Regions from separate parts of the Gossypium hirsutum genome. Here region 2 is linked to region 1. Evidence: chromatin contacts called from public Hi-C data. All regions are on one chromosome and are shown on one strand. Each heading gives the region's core, a stretch centred on a gene start, on an enhancer-like site or on the middle of the called end of the contact. The rest is flanking DNA. Distances are from core to core; before and after follow the strand shown.

Region 1 (5,097 bases), core at 1,163-3,662:
TCTTTTAAAATAAAAGAAAATGTTATGCCATTAGTCGATGTAAAAAAAAATTATAATTGCCACTTGTTAAGTGACATGTCTATAAGATTTAACGGTAATCATGATCAATGACGAAAATTGTCAATTAAAAGGCTTAATTGATGCAGTTTTTAAGTTATGAAATTTAGTTGGGTGTGTTCGTGTAAAGGATCAATTGATTTTCTTTTTGCAAAAGTTGGAGGACTTTTCTACCCATTTAGCCATTTATTAAATATTATTTCCACTTGTACTTTATCTATAAAAAATTGTACCTAAGTAAAAAATGTTAAGAATGGAACCTTAAAGAAACTTTTATTATATATAAAGAAGATTGTAAATTCGTAATATTTTATTTTTGAAAAATATAATTATAAAGTTCTAAAATTAATTAAAAAATTCGATTAAAGTACCTTCTAATTATTTTATAAAAAGTTTAATTGGAACTATGGAAGATAAATTATGTCTTACTCTATGTTTCGCATTACTTTAATCTATTTGTAAATAAATATTTAAACTGTTTAATTTATATTGTAACTTTAAATATAAATATTGTTAAGATATTTCATATATTATGTAAATATTAAAATTTAAAATTGTTTAATAATTAAAATAAATTACAAAAGTAATACATATCTATATTTAATTAATTATGTTGGATATTACAAAATCATAAACTGTATTTCCCATATTATATTTGTAATTATTTCTCTATATATGATTCACAAAATATCATTTTCGTCAAATAGAGATTGAAGAAAAAAATTATCATTAATCATAATTATTTTTCATTTTTGGCACAAATTTTATTTTCCGGTTGGAATTATAAAAGTTGATTATAAATTTATTTTGATTTATATGCCTTTAAAATTTAAAAAGTAATAAACAAAATACTGAAATAGGTTTTTTTACTCTATAATATAAAATTAAAAATATATATCTAAAATAGTATTCCACCACCATTAATTATCCCCTTTTTCCCGACACATGTCAATAATTTGGTAAAAAAAAATTGAATTTTTGATGGTCGAGGCTGGCTGGTAGACGACACCGATTTAAATATACATTGCGTGAATTTGGAGTTTGGTCCATGGTTCCCCAATATGAAAAAAAGAGAATACACATTAGAGAAGAGAAGGGGAGGACAAGGTAAAAAGAAAGAAAAAAGAGATTTGGGGTCTAAAAAAATTTAAAAGAGGATTTTGTTTAGGGTTTTAAAAAAAATGAGATTAGAAAGTTTTGTTTAAAGTTTAAACCAAAAAGAGGGTTTAAAAAAATTAAAAGAAGATTTTGTTTAGGGTTTAAACAGAAAAGATTAAAAGAGGTATTCTTTTAGTATTTATAAATTATTTGTTTAGTTTATTGTTTATTGTGATTTATAGGTTATAAATGTTTTTTTTGATTTATTTAGATTTTAATTTTTTTTATAATAAAAGAAGGTTATATGAAAGAAAGTGTGCAGATATGTTTCTGTTTTATTTTTTTTATTGTTAATTTTTAGATGCAAATAACAACATATAATCCTTTTAGGTTTATTTTGTTTTGATAGTTTTTGCTTTATTAACATAATTTTTTATGTAAGTAAAAAATTGAGACCATTGAGTTAAAATTTATGAAATATTTTTATTTTATTATTCACTGAACTAGTATAAATAAATTTATTATATACTGTAATAGTATGAAAAAAAATTTGATGTGGACAAAACTGTGGTGTCGCCTGTAGCGTGCCCTCAACCAGTGTTGCCTTTGCACCACTCTAAAGATACTATTCCTGTAATTAATGGTGGTGGGATACCATTTTAGATATTTTTAATTTATTATATATTATATGGGTAAGAAAGAGGTAACAAAATATTCATACACTATTGCTTTACCAAACACGTGACTGAGCCTATGCAAAACAATGGGCTGAAACAAAAGTGGATTTGGAAAATGATTTTAAAGGGCTAAAAATGATTTTAATTTTTAAAGTTAAGACTAAATTGGTAAATTTTATAAATATTGAGGGTTAAAATTATTGATTTTTTATAATTATAACTAAAATAAAAAATTTTGTAAATATTAAGGGCTAAATTTTTTTATTCATTTTTATATTTAAGATCAAATTTAAAAAATATGTAAATATTAAAAGGTTAATTTTATTGCTAAATCAATAAAAAAATTTATTTAATTTAGAGTAGTTAAAATATTTAATTTCGAAAAGCTGGATGTTATAATAGTTAGGTAGGGAAGTAATTAACTATTTTGCTTTATAGATTCTGCTATACAAACGTAATTTAATCGAAAATTAAGGTAATTAAATTTTTAATTTTTAGTGTAAAGATTTAATAGTGCAGGGGCTACAATTTGAAAGAGACCGTACGACATCGTTTGCACGCTATAGCATTAGCTACCTAGCTAGCTAGCCTAGCCTATATTGTTACCACCACCTCCGAACCTGTCTCATCTAGTAAGCCTATGATTAGCTTAGATACTACTTAACTCGTAGGCCTTTATATCAAACAAAATTCATTTTTTATATAGTTAAAATTAAAAAATTAAAAATTATTTTAAGTTTGTATTTTTTATGTAAAATTTAGGTATAAATGTTAATATTATTAAATTTTTTTTATTAGATTTGACACTCTAATTTTTTTTAAAATATTTATTTAATAATTATGTGTAAAAAAGATATTATAATAGATTTGAAATAATAAAAAAAATTAACGATATATTTAGATTAATATATAATATTATAAATATTGATGTATCAAATTAAATATAAAGATTTAATCTAAAATATAATTAATGGATTGATAAGCTTCCCTTAGCTTAACCCACAAACTGATACTTAAATTATATCATTTTTCTCATTTTGCTGTTTTTCTTTTTTTGTTCAAAGTGGTATATAAATTACATTTCCCCCAAGTTAGTACCTCTGATAGTTAAAACTAAAGGCAAAGATATTCTAGTAGTACATGTAACACCCTTATACCTCACCCGACTATTGGATCAAGTATAGGAATGTTACAGTGGTTGTCAGAATAACAGACAACAACTCTCTATTTAGTTGAATTCCATATATTAAAAACATTTTAATTTCACTATCAGGGTTTGAAAGAGAAACCAAAATTAGGGTCATAAATAATTAATTAAAGTATTAAAATAATATAATAAAATATTATTATATTAATCTAAAACAAAACTTGATTACGAGGTTTAATTTGAAAATAGTGTGTTTTAATTGAGTTAGAACCTAATTGGAATAGGGGTAAAATGAATCAAAATATTGATAATGAAGACTTTACTATGAATATTAATTATTGTATATAAACTAGAATAGGAATGCGTTAAAAACTATAAAGTTAAATAAGTTAATAAGAAAAAAATTGAGTAAATGTGTAAATTAATAAAGAATATTTAAATTGAACTCAAAATAAATATATACAACAAGAAATAAGTCATAGATTGAGTGATTAAGTGTTAGCTTCCTTCCCGAAAGAGCTTAGATTCAAACCTAACTCCTCCCATTTCTTTTCCTTTTAATTTTCAACAACCTAGGATAAAATCCACATTAAAACAAATATTATATAAGGTAAAAATTAAACAAGAAATGGGTTTAGGCCAAATGGTTAGCACATTAGTTTCCTTCCTAATTCACTCAAGTTCAAATCCATTCTTCTTTTTTTATTTTATAATTTCACCAAAAACACCCCAAAAATGTATTCATATAATTAAAAGTAAAAGACAAACAAGAAATGAGCAATAGCTTAATGGTTAAGGCATTAGCTTCCTTAAGTGACTAAAGCTTGAGCCTTCTCCTCCTTCCTTTTGATTTTAATTTCAAGTTTTGGCAAAATATTGGAAAAATTGTAGGTGACGCCCTTAGGGTTTACAAACCCTAGGAGTTTGACCAAATTCTATCATAATTTGACTTAATATTTTACCTTTTCTCAAAATTCCAATAGAATTAGAATTCTACTATCTTTTTTATCTTCTTTTCCTTGCCCATTTTCAAATCCTAATAGAATTTCTCTCTATCTTTCTATTTATTCTCTTTTTTCTTTTCTCTCCTTTTTTTTTCATCAAATTGGTCATTCAATTGCTAAAATTATTTTTTCTCTCGATGTAAAATCAATCCTCGATAAATCGGTTCTATAACGATTGTTGAATTCATCATTGATAGCCTTTGTAATTCCATCAAGTTCAGTAAGTGTATCTTGATCTAAAGTTTAGGATCTGAAATCTCGTAGAAATTCTATCCGATATTGATATTTCAAATCAATTAGTCGATCTTTCACGGTTCTTAACGAATCTTTCGTTAATATTGTTGAATTTTGATAAATCCTAGAAAATAAACCCTAACCTATGTACAAATGTCATTTGAAGGACCTATTATAGGTGGATCTAACCAGATTTGAATGTGAAAGTTGTTGCTTGGAATCTCGGTGAAAAGTGTGTGTTCTTTTACAAGTGAATCGGGGCAAAATCGTGCCTACGATAGGGCTACGGCTACACGGGCGTGTAGACCACACGGCTCCTCACACGGCCATGTGCCTTCTGAAACCCTAGTTTTTTCATTTCTCATACGGCCTAAGACCTCCACACAGCCTACCACACATTCGTGTCTCCCCTGTAGGTTGATTTTGCAAATACCACACGGCCTAGCCACACGATCGTGTATCCCTTCCACACGATCTAGGCCTTCCTACACAGTCCGGTCACATGGTCGTATGTCCCCTATTTTTCAGATTTTATAATTGTTCCCTTTTTTTTAGAATTTACATTTTGCCCTTATTTTTCATATTTTACAATTTTACTTCTATTTTCTAAATTTTACAGTTTTTCTCATGTTTTCCAGATTTTAAAGTTGCCCTATTTTTCAGATTTTGCAATTTTGCCTCTATTTTCTAGATTTTATAGTTTTTCCCTTATTTTTCAGATTTTACAATTTCCCCCTGCTTTACAAATTACAACTTTGCCTAGAATTTTATTATATGTTCAATTTAGTCTCTAATTGATTCCCTAACTATTTTTAATGCTTTATTTTGTTCAATTGAGTCCTTAATAATATGAATAATATTAGAATCCATGATCTAATTG
Region 2 (5,097 bases), core at 651-3,150, 240 kb after region 1:
AAGTTAAAATAGAGATACATAACCCAACATGATAATTTTTTATTTTAGGGTAAACTATATAAATGGTCACCCAACTATTCTCGTGTTACAGTTTTGGTCACCCAACTTCAAAAAAATTCAATTTAGGCACTAACATTTGAATTCGTTCCTATTTTGGTCACCCATCGTTAAATTGATAACAAAAAGCTTTTTTCTAACTAGTATAATAACACATTTAGTCCTCAATACTTAAATATTCTATCAATCTGATCCTCAAACTTCCTAACCAAAACTTTCAACTTTTAAAATAGAAGCATTCTGCATCTACTAATTGTTTTATTTATGGTTGAAATTATCCAATTCGGTACAAACCCTTTTTGTTTATATTTTTAAGAAGTTGGTGTTATAAATTAACTAAACACTATTAAAAATAATAGAAAATATAAATTTTAAAAATATAATATATAATAAAATTATATAAATAATTTAATATTTGTAAAAAAATAATTTTTACTTTGACTAGCATAATTTTAGTTTTTACTTAATTTGGTAAATGATTTAACACTAAATCAGATTATTAGTGATACTTATTGCTTATTGCGGATTTAAAAATTAAAAATAAATAGAACACATAATAACCACTTAATAAGTTTATAAAAAAATCATTATCAATGTAACAAAAAAAAGTTCAATTAATTTCTTTCACATTTTTTTCTTATGAAAAATTAAATGTTCATAATTTTTCTTATATAATTATTCATTGAACAATTGAAATTTTCAAAGCTATATTTTTTAACTCTAGATTTAATTTCCAATTTCAAAGACCAACTTTGAGCACTATGTCTATGTACCTTGAGGGAAATATTATATTGTTAACAATAAGAGTAAATCTAAAGTGTTCTTTTTAAAGGTTTTCCCATTTTCTTTAACCAATTTTGTATCAAGGGTTATAAAATATTATATTTAAAAGAAAGTTAATGAAAAAAAGAAATGAAAATAAAGTTTCAAGATAAAATAATAATTTTAAATAATACTATTCACATATTATTGAAAATATTCAATATTAATATTTTACTAATAAATATTTATTACAATTGTAAATATATTAATAATAAATATTTTATAGTATAAAAGTTAAAATATGTCATAAGCCTATGTACATTTCACGGACTTATAATTTAGTATTTGTACTTTTATTTTCAAGAATTTAGTCCCTTTACTTTTCAAATTTAAAAATCAAGTCCAATTGTTGACATCGTTAATTTTTTTTGTCAATTTTGTTGATGTCACATTTTTAAATAAAAAATACTTACTTAGTAGTCATTTAAGTAAAAAAATAAAGTTGTAATGAATCTGAATTTAACATAATATTTTTAATATATGCAAAAACAATGTAAAAAATAAAAGTATAGATAAAAATAAATTCAATTAAACAATGCAAAAAAAAGAAGAAGAAAATCTCAAATATATATTTGTTTAATTAAAAACAACTTTTATGAAATATTTTAAAGAAATCTACAAAATAACAGAAAATATTTTACATAGATTCATCCAAATACCAAAAAATATTAATTTTTCTAAAAAAGTAAATCATTTTCTACAAGTCTTTTTCAGTAAAACAAACGGAGCCTAAATTTTTATGAATAATATCTTTATTTTTTTAATACTTAATTTATTAATGATTTTTATTAGAAGAAATGTTTAAAATCTCATTATCAAATAAATTTAATAATAAGAATAAAGGAATTGAGACACTTGTAAGGAAAAAGAAATGAAAGGAAGGTAAAGAGTAAATAGACAAGAAGGAAGGATGAAACAAAGAAACATGAAGGAAAGAATGAAGAGTGAAATTTGTTTTGAAAAGTCCACAAGATTTAAAGCATTGGCTACAACCTTGGTCCTTTTTCCTGCCCACTCCACTAGTTTTCTAAATCTGAATATTTTTATTACAATAAATACTTGCTTCAAGGCTCTAAACCTAAAAAAGGAAGTGAAGACTGAAAGAGAGTTGGAAAGAAAGATCAACCCCCTGCCCCCCCCCCCCCGGTTCTTGCCTTTTTCATGCTTTATCTCTCCTTCTTTCTCTCCATCACTTGAATACCATTATCCATTTCTCTTTGTTTTACTTCCATTTTCATGCAATCCCTCAATCCCACCCCCTTTCTCTTTGCTTTCTAACTCTTTTTTCTTTTTCATCCAACCTTTTTTTTTTTAATGGCTACCCATCCAAACTCCTCTCTTCTTTTGCAACTTGTTTAACACTACTTCCTCCACTCCACAGTTCCCCCCTTTTCTCCCTCTCCTTTTCACTCAAACTCCCAGTCCACAACTTCCCAAGATAAGATTCTTCCCCTCCTCTGCTAGATTTCTGGGATTCTCTCTAAGGTATCCTTTTAGCTTCTTTTTCTTTAACTGTCCCTTTAATTTTTAGTATAGATTTCAAGTCACTTCCTTCTATTTACTAATTGTTATGGTATAATTTCAAATGAAATGAAATTTAGATAATTCAGTGATAAAATATACCATCAAACAATACAAAGGTCTTCCAATACAAATCTCTGTAAAAATGGTAGGGTTCTTCTGTTAGAACCTCTACACGTTGTACTGATATAATTATGTCACGGGTTAAAAAAAGAAACAAAGACCCATATGAAGTCTTCCCTTTTTCAGTCAATGAAAGTGGTGGTGCCAACTTGTGCTCAAACTCCAAAGAAAAAGAAAATGTCTCTACTTTAGGAAACACCCTATTTGAACAACAATTTTATATATATTTCTACTACATGAGCACAAGTTCTAGCTTCCATCATCCTTCATTAACATTTCCAATGATTAATGTAGTTTTTTTTAAATCTCCAATTCGGATTATTTTCATCTGAAGAAAAAAAAAACTAATTTTGTGGTAATATTGGCCTTTTCATCCTTAAATATCTTCCATTTTTTTGTGGTTGGGCTGACTCTAATGATGTGACAGTGACATATGTATCGAGCATTCGATTACCATAAAAGTTGTATTATTATTTCGTTTTAGGGTATATTGCTATTATTTATTATTATTTTCCTTCATCATTCTTCTTCTCTTTCACATGTTACTTCTTGGATGCTAGGAGGAGTAGAGAAAGCTTCATTAGGTCTCATATATATTTTCCAAAAGCCACATCGTACGACAAATTTAAAAGTCAAACCAGGGCGAACTCTTTCCTAAAGTAAGTTCAATGTGAAATTTTGTTTAAGGAACATTAAAATGTATCGAGTATTGGTGAATTTCATTAAGATATATACAATTCATTTCTACAATTAAACTTATCATAGCTAAATGTAATTAATTGTGAACTACCCTTCATTTGATATTTTTATGTATTAGCAAGCAAATATTCTACTTCTGGAATTGTTGGTCTGATTCTGATTTTGTTCATGTGGAGAAAGGTGATGGGCGATGTTGCATCAATATTGAGCGGTTAAAGTCCAGAAGCTCTATAGGTGAATCGAGCTTGGCTTGGCATTTACGATTTGAGTTATTTTGAAGATATATATTTTAAGGGTGCTGCGGGTCCCTGTTGATTCATGGAACCATCATCATCTGCTCCGTTTAAAAGGGCTCGACCTCCTGGCAATCGAAACCAAGTACCTTCATGCTTAGTCGACGGTTGCACTGCAGACCTCAGCCAATGCAGGGACTACCATCGACGCCATAAAGTATGTGAAGTCCACTCTAAAACCCCAAAAGTTATTATAAGGGGTCAAGAACAACGGTTTTGCCAGCAATGCAGCAGGTAATTAAATAATTACAGCAGCTTTAATGCTTGTGTTTTGATGTCTGATGTGTAATACCATTGTTGGATTGCAAGAGAAATGGAAATCAATTTCATAAAGTGCTCTTATCCTGCCTGCCCCTTGTGTTCCATTCTTTTTTTGTTGCATTTCGTAATGATAAGTGATTAGTTTATGGTGAATGCAGGTTTCATTGTTTGGTGGAGTTCGATGAAGGAAAACGAAGCTGCAGGAAGCGTCTCGATGGACATAACCGAAGACGGAGAAAACCTCAACCTCAACCTCATTCTCTATCTGTAAATCCAGGAAGATGTCTTTCCAATCTCCAAGGTTCGTCTGGATTTTGTAATGTTCAAATAAGAATCTTGTTTTCACCTTCTTATTCCTATGTATATGTAGTAGCTTTGCTTGTTCTGATATAAATTAATGAGACTCTGCTGCAGGTTCTAGACATTTACCGTCCAGTAGTCCCCAAATATTTGCCACTACTGCCATAACCTCTTCTTGGTTGGGAACTGCCAGAATGGAACCTGATATAGGCTCCGAATCCAGCCGAAATGGTTTCTTCAGTGGATCCTTTCCACACAGCTACAAAAGGGAAGAACAGTTGTCATTATTACAAACCAATCATTCATCACTCCATGGAGTTTCTGTTTATCAGTTACCTTTATTAAGCAATGGTGTAGGCAGCAGCCGAAAAATGTTCTCAAATGCGATCGACTCCGATCGTGCTCTCTCTCTTCTGTCATCACAGCCGGCTGAGACTCGGGAGATTGGTTTGAAACCCATGGTGCAATCTGGTCCAACTTCATCACTGATCCCAAACATGCAGTATAATGGTGTAGCAATGGAGGGTGAGCATGTTTTGGCCACTGATGGCAATGGTAACACCAACATCGATGGACAAGAAATGTTTGGATCTGCAAATGGTACTTAGCAGAGACTATCCTTCTCATAGGAGTAATATGCGCCATTTCCATCCGTGTAGCATGAAATCGGTGGGGTGAAGTAATGCTTTTGATATTCAGAGCCTTTTTAAGCAATGGCAAATATATTTATGTAGTTCTGAAACCAGAAAGTAGTTTGGGTTTAAGATTATCCGGTGGAGTTCATCCATTCTACTCTTCGTAGTAATAATAATTGAATTAGAATCAAATGTTGCAATGAGTAGCCTAACAACACAATTGCTGAGCTCAGGTCGTGGCATATTCTTTACCAAGCGATATATGATCTCAAGATGCCATCTCCTACGGCCCTAAACATAACTTTTATATAGATTAGTGTTGCATTATAAATGATGACATCACGAACTAACTAAAATACAATAAAGGTAAGCGCACCTATCGAATG

Evidence for each region. A called contact is a pair of places that touch in the nucleus more often than the background predicts.
Region 2: a Hi-C map of leaf shows a contact between it and region 1, with 2.4 times the contacts expected there. The contact joins the promoter of LOC107916799 here to the enhancer-like site in region 1. A contact is called at or near these places in 9 of 34 Hi-C or Micro-C datasets (anther, callus, fibers and 3 more).

Annotation. Positions count from the first base shown.
Region 1 is chrA01:93,369,834-93,374,930 of Gossypium_hirsutum_v2.1, forward strand. No RefSeq gene overlaps it. Among protein-coding and RNA genes, the nearest start is that of LOC107916557, 33 kb to the left of the region's middle. Within about 2 kb of position 2,413, at least 3 of the 9 cell types and tissues checked have an H3K27ac peak or open chromatin away from gene starts, as enhancers often do. A contact at or near this core is called in hypocotyl and leaf, where this site is marked.
Region 2 is chrA01:93,608,490-93,613,586 of Gossypium_hirsutum_v2.1, forward strand. LOC107916799 (squamosa promoter-binding-like protein 13A) reads left to right here and starts at 1,901. Exons shown (of 4, transcript XM_016846173.2): 1 at 1,901-2,364; 2 at 3,403-3,749; 3 at 3,935-4,077; 4 at 4,191-4,903. The coding sequence starts at 3,541. The coding sequence ends at 4,684.